Linked DNA regions of Mus musculus: region 1 is linked to region 2. A link is a contact called in public promoter capture Hi-C data. All regions are on one chromosome and are shown on one strand. Each heading gives the region's core, a stretch centred on a gene start, on an enhancer-like site or on the middle of the called end of the contact. The rest is flanking DNA. Distances are from core to core; before and after follow the strand shown. Region 1 holds the start of Lama4 (laminin, alpha 4). Region 2 has its middle 300 kb from the start of Gm46220.

Region 1 (7,504 bases), core at 3,331-5,830, 1.2 Mb after region 2:
GGAGTGGCCAGTGAAGAGCCACAGGCTATCCCTAGAAAAGGAGAGGAGAACGCATCCAGAAATGGACACCATGCCTCTGGCTCCTGAGGTCATCTACCTCAGGTTCCCTCCCGCCCCTGGAATCCTTTTTCCACCCACTTTCCTGTACACTAGTGGGGGCCACATACAAATCTATATAAATATAGATCAGACATCCGGCGCCTTGGCTGCGTAAATAAGGGATGTGGGGAAGCAATCAGGAACGCTGAATATTCATTTCGAGTCCTTGGAGAGACTCCAAACTGCGAGGGGGAGGGGGAGGGGGAGGCGGCGTCTAGGAAAGGCCTGACCTCGGGGTCTGAAAGCCAACTTGAAGTGGGAGGGCCTGGAAGGGGAAGGTGGAAAGGGAGTGGTGAGAATGAGTGTGGGAAGGAAGCCAGAGCCGCGCCGACCTCAGTCCCAGCCGCCAGGGAGAGGAGGTGGCCAGGAGCGCTCGCCTCGCTCATGCCAGTCTGCTCCCCTGCCTTTTGATGTTCACAGGGCGCTAGCTCCATCCATCTGTAAGTCCCAGAACCCAAGTCTCAGGAGCGGCGGGAGACCGGAGACAAAGTGAGAGAGGTGGATGGAAGCGAAAGACAAGCAGGAGAGAGAGAAGAGACCACGCTGACTCTCACTCCCTCTTCTTTAATACAACAAAGTTGCAACTTGGGCTCCTGGATCTAAATACCGCAGGTCCAGAGAAGACAAAACACCAGGCATCACTGCATCTCTTAGGGGGTACCCACCAAGACCTCCAGGTCCTTCACTCCAGGAAGGGCCCTGTTGAATATCTGCAGAGAGATGGGTTGGAGCACAGCTTGGTGCTCAGTCCTGGCCCTGTGGCTCCTCTGGTGTGCTGTCTGCTCCAACGCAGCGTCAGGGGACGGCAATGCGTTTCCTTTTGACATCGAGGGGAGCGCAGTGGTCGGCAGGCAAGACCCATCGGAGACTAGCGACTCAGGCGTGACACTGGGACGCCTGCCGCCTGCTGCTGAGGTACAGTACCCCCTGCCTTTGCCAACCCGCTCCACACCTGTGTCTACCGTGTCTATGGGCTGGGCCACAATCCTCTTTCTCTCTCCCCATCTGTTTGATAACCTAGGCTTTCATCTGGGCTAGGTCTCCTCAGTTGAAATAAAGGGCTCTGTTTTGAAAGTTTGACTTGGACGTCAGTTGAAAGTTGAGGCTTCCAGTGAGAGTACCCTTCATGTCTGCGTGGGTCTGTTAGACTACATGAGAAATGTATGCAGTATGCAGTGGTGGTCTTTTGGTGTGTTCCAATAGCCATTTTGTCAAACCTTGGCACTTACTGTAAGTGCCCCCTCTCTGTCTCCCTGCTCCTCTTTGCTGTTTGAACAATGAGAGCAATATCACTAAAAAGACCTATCCTGTCTCAAACTAAACAAAAGGTCTTCTGCAAGGCTGGGGTGCTGGGGGTGGGGGTTGTCTGTGAAGGAAGCTGTTAGAAAATTTCAGGGCAGATACCTTAAACAAAAGCAGACCATTCTAATCCAGAAGCAAGATTAAGTCAAGCTCCACTCCCAAAGTAAAGCTGATCAGGATATACTACTGGTCTAAGGTTTATTCAGTGAGCTACTGTTTTTATATATCAAGAGACTTTTCAGTTGAGAAATGGCTGAACTGTAGACATTGGAGGAGAAGGATGGGTCCACAGTAAGTGATTTAAGAGCCTCTGCGCCTGGATTACAGTAGCATGTCCAGGCTGTGGGGGATGCGAAGGAGGAGGAAAATGAAGTCACCTAAGTTCATGGGAAAGGAAAGATCAACTGACCTAACACCACACATGTACAACACACACACCACATACCATACAACACACATACACACAGCAAACATATAACACACACAAATATACATACCACACACACACACACCACACTCACACAACATACACACATACACACCACTCCACATACCACACAGCACACACATGCACACCACATACCATACAACACACATACACACAGCAAACATATAACACACAAATATACATACACACCACACACGCATACCACACTCACACCACACACATATACACCACTCCATATACTACACAGCACACACATACACACACCACACACTCATAACATATACACACAGCATATACACACACAGCACACACACATGCCCACACTAATATATCCATGTCTATAGCAATCATACAGCTAAAGTAGTGATGCAAGTTGCTAAAAGTCACTGAAGTCTCAACTGTTGCTCCTAATTCTACCTTCTGGTAATATAACTACAGCTGTTATTGTTGATTAAAAATAAAATGCAAGATGATCCTTAAGTAAAAGTCCTAGTGGTGCTTCCTCAAAAGGGAGGCAGGTGGGTAGAACCAGAGTGTACCAGTCTCTCGTTTCAGTGCATAGGGTCTACCTAAGGCTCTTTTTTGAAAGGGGCTTCTGATCACACCCAGTCACTGGGGACAGGTCAGAGCAGCCAAACTCCATCCATCAATGGAGAGGAATTGCCTCTCTGCATGCTTGGAACACACCCAGGCAACATTATCTCCACACCTGTTGCTTCCAGCAGGGAAAGTCCCTGAATGAAATGCTTGCCATAAGGACAGAATTGATATTGAGTATAATTCAATTAAACTTGAATTGCAGATAAACAATAAATAATTTTTTATCGTGTCCCAACTGTATGCTAGATTTTTTTCAATATTCATCTTAATTCAACTTATCTAGGCATCCTGTGTTTGAATATGTTAAATCTAAAGAGATGATCATATCATGCATAGTGATTTTTTTTCTGTATTTGCAACTCATAATAATTATTTGAATGTTAGAGGACCTTAAAGTTAATATTGAGACTATGAGCAATTTCTCATACAAGCATATGTCCAGGGCAACGTTAGCAAAGCATTTTAGAGGGCAGACTTGCTAAACATGCTTAAAGCGCAAGCATCTTGACTTTACCCAACTTGCTGATGAAAGAAACAAAACTAAACGCTCAAGGCTTAGGGAAATTATTGACAGCTATTTTAAACTTTATGTTGTTGCCGTGGCAAACGTATTACAGTGTCTGACATAGGTAGAAGTGATTGAACATGCTGAGTTATTACCATAAATGGGTTACATTATTTTTTTTAATCCATATTTGGTGCTATTTCTCAGAGACTTTTATGCTTCTATCTTACTTAATGTTTGTTAATATTGGATCTATGTTTGTCTGTATTCTTCCAGTCAGAAAGACTGTCCCATAGTAGGTTAACTGTGCAGTACCGTCATCGTTTACCATGTGTACTAGTTGAGGAATTTAGGGAAGAGAGAGAAGATACCGGTCATCCCAGGGAGGATCCCAGTAGCCAGGGTGGAACGCCACATTTACGCTTCCCAAGGGTGGTTTCACATAACGCCCAGCTTGCCTGTGGTCCCAGGATGATCCCAGTGCCCTGCCAGCAGGTTTCCCATGCTCTTTATAGCCAGTAAGCAGATCTTAAATCAAATAGATTCCAGAGACTTAATAACATGGCACAACTACTTTACTGGGTTGGGTCAGGAAACCGTATTTACATAAACCAGAATACGGTCACATTATTCATAGGAGGGGTTCAAAATGTGGGTGGGAGGGTACGCTAAAAATATTTCCACTTTATTTGAGTTGGATTTATATGAATGGTCACTCTTCAACCAACTCTCCAAAAGAAGGAAGAAAAAAAAAAAAAAGGCAAGCACGGGTCAGTGGGAGGAGCTTGGCAGAAATCCCCTAATGCTTTTCCCCCAGTTCCCCTGTCACTGGATGCTTGTCCTAAGGAGGCAGGGTCTCTGACCCACAGTAGTGCTCAGTGTGAGCTGGGAGCAAATGTGAATGAAAATTTAACACAATGAAAGGACAGACAAGGCTGGCAGGCCAGGAAGGAAGGGCCCACCTTTGGAAAGACTTTCCCATAGGATGGAAAGAATGTGAAAGAGACACGCCCAAAGAGAACTCTACATCTTACTTGAAGATTTTCCTACCTCCTGCTTCTTGACAAGCAATTTACTGAGTCCACTCCTGCTGAGCACATGGTGACAGCAGCGATTTTTAGTAGGCAAGGGCAGGCAAGAGGGAGACTAGGAGTTTCAGAAGGAACCTTCAGTATCCTGACAAGACTTTAAAGAAAGAGAGGCTACTCACTTTGTCAAGTATACTGTAGCAAGTAATAACTAAGTTTAAGGTGTGTGTGTGTGTGTGTGTGTGTGTGTGTGTGTGTGTGTGTGTGTGTGCAAACGTGTGTATGTGTTATGAGAGTGTGTGTGAGTGTGTGTATGTGTGAGTATGTGTATGTTTTGGGTAATATGTTGGCTCAGAACTTTCTCTGCTTCACTATAGGACTGATGCAATTTCTAAAAATAATGAAACACAGGCAGGGCAATCTTCATGTATGGATTTTGTTGAAATGATCAGAATCCAGCTAAAGTTTTCGTGACTAACACAGAAGTACAGGGAACCAGAGGGAAAGAAGGAATGGAGAGAGAGTGACACCAGGGAATCAGTATCAGAGTATCCTTGGGGAAAGAGATTTTTGTTTACTGAGACATTGGGCAGGAGTCCACCAAGGTTGAGAACACTGGGCTAGTGGTGGAAGCTAGATGGAGGCCAGTGAAAGGCATTGAGAAATGTGGGGCAAAGGAGGAGTGCTGGGAGAGCCAAGCAGGAGTGGGTAGAGCTGGGCTTAATCCTTATTACTGGTTTTGATAAATGAGAATAAGAGAAATCGATCATAAAGGTGAGGAACTTCCCTGAGAGGAGAACAAAAGACTTCATGGCCTAACCTGAGTGGGGTTTACTGTTAATATTACCAGGCTAACTTCCCTCCAAAACTGTCATTGCTTCATAAGCCCATGGCCATCCCACTCTGGACGAACTGACTTGCTTAAAGAAGCACTATAGAAGGCTAACTCTGAGGGACTTTCCCTCTATTCTTCTCAGCGTTGACGTGTGGTCCCATGCCCGAACACTTTGTTAGGCTCCCTGCCATTGAAGGGTTGCAGAATGTTTACGGAAAGTCTCTATCTCTTTCACTATCTGCTTTCCTTTCCTTATCTCAGCCCTTGCCTTGAAAAAGACTATGCAGACTATAAGTCTTCCAGCCACTAGCCTGGGCAGCCATCCTGGTCTGCAGTGCCAGCGCTAGGTTAGGCCTTTGGAACCTACATTTTCATTCACACAACAAGCACATTAGAGACTTACCTTGTACAGAAAAAATGTACAGGTACCAAGAGGGATTAAAAGAAAATAAAGAATAGAGTTTTACCCTCACATTCAAATAGTAAACAATCTGACAGAAAATAATACACCAAGCACTGTCCAAAGCAGAACAGACTGATGCTCTGTAAGAGTGGCTATGAGTTAAGTACCACGGAGAAAATGAGGTAGAGCAGCAAGACATGATATTCTACTTGCCAACAGCAAAGATTTTATACAGCTTACTTTAGAAAGACAGGGATGTTGTAGTAGTGGCATAATTAACACTACCTAAGACACTTCCTGACACCTCCATGATAAGTTAGTAGAACTATACAATTATCATCTCAATTCACAAACTTGGAAATAGGTAGAAAGGCAGCTATACCGGAGGTGTTTACCTGTAAAAGCAACTTGACTGTGCAGGAATATCTAGAAAGTATATGGAACCATCCATAGGGACCATTTTATTAAAATTTTGGGAGCCTTTCCGTTTTAAGTGAAGAAGTATAAGATGTCATGCAAAGCACCATTCAGTGCTACTGGAAGAGTCTATAAGCTGCATAAACTGTTAAGACAACTGAAGACTTGGGTAACACCCCTTCCTTGCATTGCTGAGTAAATTTTTTCTTCCTTATCTTTTATTCTGGGGGTTGAGGTGGCATGTATGTGCTTTCGTGATTGAATGGTGGTCAGAAGACAACATGTAGGAGTCTTCAAAGTTCATTTACACTGTGGGTGTGTCAGAATTGCTGCTATTAAGATTCCCATTCATATATAATATATAATTATATATAATATTATATATAATGTACATGGATGTATATGTACAGAACATTTATTTGTTCAAACACCCATACAAACAGATGTGGTTTCTTCCTTTTGGGTATTGGAACAATATTGTTATAAACAATGATATATAGGTATCTGGCTTTAAGTCCCTGTTTTCAGTTCTTTTGAGTACATATCCAGAAGTGGAATTGCTGGATCCTGTGGCCCAAAGGAATTCTTAAAACTCAGATTATTGCAGAAGCCATGCAAAAAAATTATGTAAGGGGAGCCAGGTAAGGAGGAAGAGTAACTTGGGGATGACCAGCCATAAATGACAGGAGACTGTGCTCCAGAGTGGAGCTCTGCCTTGCTAGCTCTTCTGGAACTTGTTTCTCTGTTTTTTGAAAGAAGACAGGCAAAGTGTGGTGGTGCTTACTTTTAATCCCAGTACCTAGAAGGCAGAGGCAGGCAAATCTCAGAGTTTGAGGCAACCTCGTCTACAGAGTGGGTTTTAGGACAGCCAGGACTACACAGAGAATCCCTGTCTCAAAAAAATAAAATAAATTAAATAAATAAATAAATAAATAAGACAGAATCTGGATTCTTAACTGAAATTGATGACTCAATATTAAATATTGGGGTTGGGGATTTAGCTCAGTGGTAAAGTGCTTGCCTAGCAAGCCCAAGGCCCTGGGTTCGGTCCTCAGCTCTGGAAAAAAGAAAAAAAAAAAAAAAAAAAAAAAAAACAGGGGTTGGGGATTTAGCTCAGTGGTAAAGTGCTTGCCTAGCAAGCCCAAGGCCCTGGGTTCGGTCCTCAGCTCCGGAAAAAAGAAAAAAAAATATTAAATATTAAAATTTCTCCTAAGTAAGTATATCCAAAGGACAGGTTTAGTCTAAGGGAAATTTACTTGCTATCCCTACCATATTTAAAATTCACCTTTCATCAGAGTCAGACTATGGGCATGTGACCAGACAGATGTGTGAATCAATGCTCAAACTTTCAGCAGGGTGACTTTGAACAGATTAGCTCATTTTAGGGACTGCATTTTTTTATTATAAAATTAAAAAAACATTTTGACTCACAAGACTGATGTGATATTGCATGTAGATGTGTATGTCTGTCTGCAGGCTTTATTAGACAGTGTGCCTCAGCCTCCCCTCAGCCTCCCCTCCCCTCAGCCTCCCCTCCCCTCAGCCTCCCCTCTCCTCAACCTCCCCTCCCCTCAACCTCCTCATCCCTCAGCCTTCTATCCCTCAGACTCCCCTCCCCTCACACTCCCCATCCCTCAGTCTCCCCTTCCTTCAGGCTTCCCTCCCTTCAGCCTCCCCTCCTCTCAGCCTCTCCTCCCCTCAACCTCCCCTCCCCTCTCAGCTCCTTTCTTCCCTGTGACTTCAGTGAAGCACAGGCACAAGTTGCTTAGTGTCTTGACAAACTTTGTCACCTAAATCTTTAATAATTTTGTAAATTTCGTTTTGTCTGCATAGTTCCTAGTTGTGCAACCCAAGAGTAGAGCGACCA
Region 2 (7,333 bases), core at 3,642-6,141:
GAGTCTTGTTTATGTAGCCAGTCTGTTATCCTATGTTTTTTTATTGGGGAATTGAGGCCATTGATATTAAGAGATATCAAGGAAAAGTAATTGTTGCTTCCTGTTTTGTTTTGTTTTGTTGGTTTTTGGGGGTTTTTTTGGTTAGTGTTGTGATTGTATTCTTGAAGCTATCTTCTTTTAGGATTGTTGAAGGATTACTTTCTTGCTCTTTCTAGAGCATAGTTTTCCTCCTTTTGTTGGAGTTTTCCCTTTATTCTCCTTTGAAGGACTGGATTCATGGAAAGATATTGTATGAATTTGGTTTTGTCATGGAATACTTTTGTTTCTCCACCTATGGTAATTGAGAGTTTTGCTAGGTATAGTAGCCTGGGCTGGCATTTATGTTCTTTTAGGGTCTGTATTACCTTTGTCCAGGATCTTCTGGCTTTCAAAGTCTCTGGCGAGAAATCTGGTGTAATTCGAATAGATGTGCCTTTATATGTCACTTGACCTTTTTCCCCTTACTGGTTTTAATATTCTGTCTTTATTTAGTGCATTTGTTGTTCTGATTCTTACGTGTCGGGTGGAATTTCTTTTCTGGTCCAGTCTATTTGGAGTTCTGTAGGCTTCTTGTATGTTCATGGGCATCTCTTTCTTTAGGTTATGGAAGTTTTCTTCTACATTTTTGTTGAATATATATTCTGGCCTTTTAAGTTGAAAATCTTCATTCTCATCTATATCTATTATCCTTAGGTTTGGTCTTCTCATTGTGTCCTGGATTTCCTGAATGTTCTGAATTAGGATATTTTTGCATTTTGCATTTTCTTTGATTGTTGTGTCCATGTTTTCTATGGAATCTTCTGCATCTGAGATTCTCTCTTCCATCTCTTGTTTTCTGTTGCTGATTCTTGCATCTATGGTTCCTGATTTCGTTCCTAGGATTTCTGTCTCCAGAGTTGTCTCACTTTGGGTTTTCTTTATTGTTTCTACTTCCTTTTTTTTTTTTTTTTAAGTTCTTGAATGTTTTTTTCAATTCCATCAACTGTTTGGTTGTGTTATCCTGTAATTCTTTATGGGAATTTTGTATTTCCTCTTTAAAGACTTTTACCTGTTTGGCAGTGTTTCCTTTAATTCTTTAAGGGATTTTTGTGCTTCCTCTTTAAGGACTTCTACCTGTTTAGCAGTGTTCTCCTGTATTTGTTTAAGTGAGTTATTAATGCCCTTCTTAATATCCTCTACCAGCATCATGAGATAAATCTGAATCTTGCTTTTTGTGTGTGTTGGGGTATCCAGGACTCACTGTGGGGGGAGTACTGGGTTCTGATGATGCTGAGTCATCTTGGTTTCTGTTAGTAAGATTCTTGTTTGCCTTTCGCCATCTGGTAATCTCTGGTGTTCAATGTTCTAGCTGTCTCTGCCTGGAGCTTGTTCCTCCTGTAATTCAGTTAGCTTCTGTCAGCATTCCTAGGAGTCCTACTCTCTCTTGAGTACCAGTGGTCAAAGCACTCTCTGCAAATAAACTCTCCTCTTGTACGGAAGGTGCACAGAGATCTGGAGCTCAGCTCTGCCTCCTGGCTGGAGATGAATGCTCGAAAGGACCCTGTCCAAGAAACTCTGTTGCATCTGAGACCTGACATTCTCCTGTGTGGACTGGTCTCTGAGAATCACAGGATACAAGATGGCGCTCTCATCTGAGTCCCAGGGTCAATGCCCTCCCTTGAGGCCAGCTCTCCTCTGTCAGGGATCATTTTCTATTAGCATTGTCAATGTCAGGATGGTTATGGTCTTATCCTCAGCAGTCAAACATGGTTCTGGTACACTAACTAACATATATTAGCACATAGCAAAAGAACAGGTTGATGGGAGTTAGCCATTTTCAGACTATAGCCTGAATTACATTTTTCTCTCTCTCAATTCTTCCAGTTGTTGGAGATGCATGAGCAGGCTTAGAAATTGTTCAGGAAGATCGTCAATGCATATGGTTTTGAGGTTTCAAAGCCACACACCTTTCCCAGTTTTTCCTCTGCTTTGTATTTGTCTATCAAGATGTAAACTACCGGCAATATATTTGGCTACAATGGGATGAACTCTTTTTTTTTTTTTCTCTTTTTTTTTTCTTTCCATTTTTATTAGGTATTTAGCTCATTTACATTTCCAATGCTATACCAAAAGTCCCCCATACCCACCCACCCCCACTCCCCTACCTGCCCACTCCCCCTTTTTGGCCCTGGCGTTCCCCTGTTCTGGGGCATATAAAGTTTGTGTGTCCAATGGGCCTCTCTTTCCAGTGATGGCCGACTAGGCCATCTTTTGATACATATGCAGCTAGAGTCAAGAGCTCCGGGGTACTGGTTAGTTCATAATGTTGATCCACCTATAGGGTTGCAGATCCCTTTAGCTCCTTGGGTACTTTCTCTAGCTCCTCCATTGGGAGCCCTGTGATCCATCCATTAGCTGACTGTGGGCATCCACTTCTGTGTTTGCTAGGCCCCGGCATAGTCTCACAAGAGACAGCTACATCTGGGTCCTTTCGATAAAATCTTGCTAGTGTATGCAATGGTACCCTCTGTAACCAATCCACAAATAAGTACTTCCTTCTATAAGTTGCCATAGTCACGGCACCATCTTTCAGCAATAGAAAAGTAACTAATACCAGTCATTCACAAGATTACCTTAACTTTACCTAATGTCTCCAGACCCTGCTTATATTTTATTACTTGGGACTTGGAACTAACAATGCATATGGCTAATCTTCTGGAAAGCAGGTTGAAGACAAAAGAAATTACTAGATTCAAATGCTAATGTCTAAGATTCAGTGATTATCAAAACTCAGCAAATAGCAAGTTAGAGTGGATTGAGTGGAACTGTGCTTAATGCTGCATACAGAACACATAGAGTCCTATCTCATAATCTCAACTCTAGCCCATTGCATCATTTCCTCTGATATACAAACTTCTCCATTCAATCCCATTCTCATCACTGTGCAGTCTATTTGCAAATAAGGAGGGATAGTGAGTTTTGTATGGAGCCTTGAGAATGGTGGAAATATACAGTATATGATTCATTTAAGATGACGAGATCATAAACGTTGGTGAGAGCAGCAACAATGCTGATACAGTGAGTAATGAATGGTATGGGGCCTTGTCATTTAACTCTAACAATGGCCTTGCGGGTTGACCTTCTTCAGCAAGAATATGCCATTATTTGCTAATTTATACTGCTTAAGCATCTAGAATCACATATTATTTTTTCATATATCTGTTTGATCTTCTTGATTTTTGTCCTCTATAATAGAATTTAAGACAAGATTTTTCCAATTAATAATAAAGATTTTGTACACTTTAAATTTCCCTGTGCCGTACTTAGATCAAATTGCTACATGTTCCTTCTTATAAGATTTCTACTTATTTTTCCTAGACCTAGCCTATAAGTAGAGAGAGAATACCTAATTCCTTGGTAATATTTAGATTAACTTTAATTGAGGCTAATAAAATTTTATTGTTACCTTATTCTCAAAATATTTAAGTGATTTTCAATATTCCTAAGAATAAATTCAGGCTTCCTGCTGTCATAAAGAGCTTTTCCAGACCTGATCCTAGGACCCTAGCTTACTAGTTTTGGCATTTTGGCTTGCTTGGTATTTGTTCTCCAATCCATAGATGTGTGGCCTAAACTCCTTGCTGCTCCAGCCACTGAGTTGCATCCACAGTCTACATTTTTTATGCTCTCCTTTCAGCCAAACACATCTTTTCCTTGTGTTCCAGGTTTGTGTGCCTTTTAAATGCCACTGGGGGAAAATATCTACTAAACTCCACAATTAAACATCAGTTTGTACTGATGTTTCCCTCTATGGACACACAATTCAGGCATTTCACAGTAGCCTATTTTATCCAGTTTTGCAATTTCAGGCTTTTGATACACTCGCTCACAACAAGGATCATACTGTACTTTTATTGCAGTCATATGGCCAATTACACATTATCTAACACTTTTATGATTTAGTTTTACAGTTAATAAAAAGGAAGATAAATCATTTTCCTTGATATTAGATATTTGTTTGATATCATTTAACAAATTTATATTAGTGAAGCAGCTTTCCAAATATCCAAATTAAATTCTATAAAAGTAGAATTTTATCTTTTAGTACTTTCAATTCTATATGTGACACACTTAAAATGATTTCATTGAAAGTACCAGGTAGTCATTAATTGCCTACTGGCACTATAAATGTTATTGTGAAGCATCAAAGATACAAAATGAATATTTCCCTCTAAGAATTCTGTATTTGGAACAGATTGTTCTTCCTAACATATAACCCTCTTACCTAACACTGATCAAATTACAACACAGCTTGCTTTAAGATCGAATGATATGTTTGTGTTTAGCTTGTTTTAAGTCACATGTTTGTCTTTAGTTATTCAATGAAAACAAAGATAAAATTGAAATAAAATATTTTTAGTTTTTTATAGGTTTCATGTACATGTTCTGCTATCTAGCCAGCAGCTCACAAACAAAGATTTTTCCAAAATAATCTTTACATTCTTTTATTGGAACAATATTACTGATATAAACGATGATGTTTTTACTAAACAGAATCCTGTGAAGAAACCACATACTATCCATCTAGACAGATCTCAGTTACATTTTGCCTAATGACAGAGTAGTTCCATTTATAAGTTCCATATGTAAGTTTTATACATCATAAAGCTTCGAATTTGACCAAACTTAGACCTTAGGCATCTTTTGTGTGAGGAAATATGTATGTGTGTGTGTGTATTCATTCCAACTGTTATCTTCTGCACAATTTTAAGACCTGACATCTTGCAAAATCCATCCAGTTCAGCTGTCTTATCTTGTATGTCTCGACCAATGTATTTATTTCTGCCTTACTGGCCGGCAGCAACTTCTGCAAACCATCTGGAAGCACAATTCATCAGATCACATCCTTTCTCTTCCTGACTTGTCTAAGATAACAACTGCTGAGTGAAGTATTAAGCCCTTGTTCTTCCCAAAGGATCCATTTTGGATGCAAACCCCTGACTTAGTTTATTAGTTATAAAACTTTGGTTTGGCAACTTCACCAGACTAACAATATTTATGTGTATAACCATTGAAAGAAGATAGTGTTCACACTATTTTTCCTACTTGATTGCTTGTCTTTTTGTTGTCTGATTCTGCAGAAAGTCAAAGGTGGTAGAGTCATACTTCACAGTGTGTGTCTTTAAGTAACATCTGTGAGTTTTGCAGCTAGACAGAAACAGTGCTCATAGTATGGAGTACAACTGAGGGTGAAGCATTTAGACAGCAACCCTGAGACAACAAGGTCATCTATATGATTTATTTTCTGAACATGACAATAACGCAATATGATGAGAAGGCATTGCCCATCGATAAATGCAGTCCACTTTTTGGACAAACCAGACAATGCCCCTATGTGATGAGTTATTCTTGGCAGAAGCTTTTTGTCAGTTAGTACAGGATCAAGGACTTCTGTCATATAAATATTAAAAGAAGTAGAGTGGCAATTAAGACATGAAGACAGGATGAAATTAATGAGTATTATGTCTCAAGATCAGATTTGATAAACACATTGAAGAAAGAGTCTGAGGCTATTTTCAATGGCTCTACATGTTGCACTTACCTCCTGCAGGATGAGTAACCCATATCTATTTGGTTTTGGATCTGCTTTGCATCTGAGAACAGGATACTGTGAGATATCACCATCACTGCTCATGAGTCCACATGTATCTGCTTCCAAGTATTATCTGTAACACCACAGTTGACTTAGTAGGAGAGATGCTATAAAACACTGAGCAACATCTTTTATGAATTATTAATGTTCTTATTGTTGTATTGATATGTGCTCACTTCCTGTAAGCCATACATTTGTAATTTTTCATAGAAAACTATGCTCATATTTTATGTTCATCAAAATTTAGTTTACTTGACATATTTAAGAAATTACCCTTTCATTAAAAAGATAATTTTGATTAGAAGAAAATGTCATTCAGATAGAATTTAAATATTACCATTTTGTTGCATTGTGTTTCTGACTTTGAGAACTGGTTGTAAATTGAAAAGAAGGGCACAGTCTGGTGAGAGATGTCCATCTAAGGACCTCTCATTAAATATTTAATAGTTTTTTTTTGGCTACTTAGTATATAAAAGACATGGCAACATACTTGAAAAGAGAAAATTTGTGTCCTCTGTTCTTTAAACACTCTTAACCTGGTGAAGAACACTGGGCTGGGAGCATGACTCAGTGAGTGTGATGGTTAGCTTGTCAACCAGAAACAATCAAACAAACAAGCAAAACCTAGAAACACCTGGGAAGCGAGTCTGGATGAGGGATTGTAAAACAGGTGGCCCTGCTGGCTTGTTTGTTGGGCAATTGTCTCAATTGTCTTAATTTATTTGGGAAGACCCAATCTGAAAGTGTGTGACACCATTCCCTGCTTGAGGGTCATGAATGTAAAATAATAGAGAAAGCTGGATTGCAAGATCACACATTCATCTCTTTTAGTTGTTGTTGTTGACTGTATATATAAATAGTAGACTGAAGCTTCTGCCACTGTGACCATTCTTCTATGATGGACTCTAACCCAGAATGGTACAGTGAAATAAACCCATTTCTTACCAATAGTGCTTTTTTTCAGGGTGTTTGATCAGAACCACTGAAACAAACTAGACAGTGGCTAAATGTACTAAGTATGTACTATGTAAACACATTGAAAATCAAACAAAAAACTGTAAGTGGAAATACTGGGTAGAGAGAGAGGCAGAAGAGCCACTCACAGGCCAGCAATATCATCGAATCAGTGAGCTACAAGTTCAGCAAGGAGCCTCGTCTCAAAAAATAAGCTTAGGAGAACTGAGGAAGACATCCAGAGTTGACATATGGCTTCTACAAGCACACTTGCATGGATATATGTGTGCACACTGAGATGGTTTAAATAGGAATGGCTCCCATATATTCATGTGTTTGCATGCTTGGTCACAGGACATGGTACTATTAAGGGAGCGTGGAATTTGTCTGAATAGGTGTGGCTTATCGCTGTGGAAGTAGAATTTGAAGTCTCCAAAGCTTCTGTTGCCTTCAGATCTGGATATAAAACTCCCAGCCACCTTTCTAGCACTATGTCTGCCTGCATGCTTCCATGATGATAACAGACAAAAACCTCTGAACTGTAAGTGAGCTCCAATGAAATCTCTTTAACCTTCTTGGGGAGAGTGGCTTCATCACCTTGAAAAGGTTGCAGTGGTCACCTTGTCTCTTCACAGCAGTAAAAGCCTAACTAAGACACACACATAAACATGCACATATACATAAACATACACAATCACATATAAAAGA

What was found. Promoter capture Hi-C pulls out the DNA fragments that hold promoters and counts their contacts.
Region 1: a contact with region 2 is called in a promoter capture Hi-C map of liver, with 2.8 times the contacts expected there. The contact joins two enhancer-like sites. A contact is called at or near these places in 6 of 39 promoter capture datasets (the 3T3-L1 cell line, cranial neural crest, frontonasal cranial neural crest and 3 more).

Annotation. Positions count from the first base shown.
Region 1 is chr10:38,965,136-38,972,639 of GRCm38.p6, forward strand. It overlaps Lama4 (laminin, alpha 4), which reads left to right and starts at 380. Exons shown (of 38, transcript NM_010681.4): 1 at 380-1,014. The coding sequence starts at 820. Within about 2 kb of position 4,581, at least 22 of the 459 cell types and tissues checked have an H3K27ac peak or open chromatin away from gene starts, as enhancers often do.
Region 2 is chr10:37,755,935-37,763,267 of GRCm38.p6, forward strand. No RefSeq gene overlaps it. Among named protein-coding and RNA genes, the nearest start is that of Gm46220, 300 kb to the right of the region's middle. Within about 2 kb of position 4,892, at least 1 of the 459 cell types and tissues checked has an H3K27ac peak or open chromatin away from gene starts, as enhancers often do.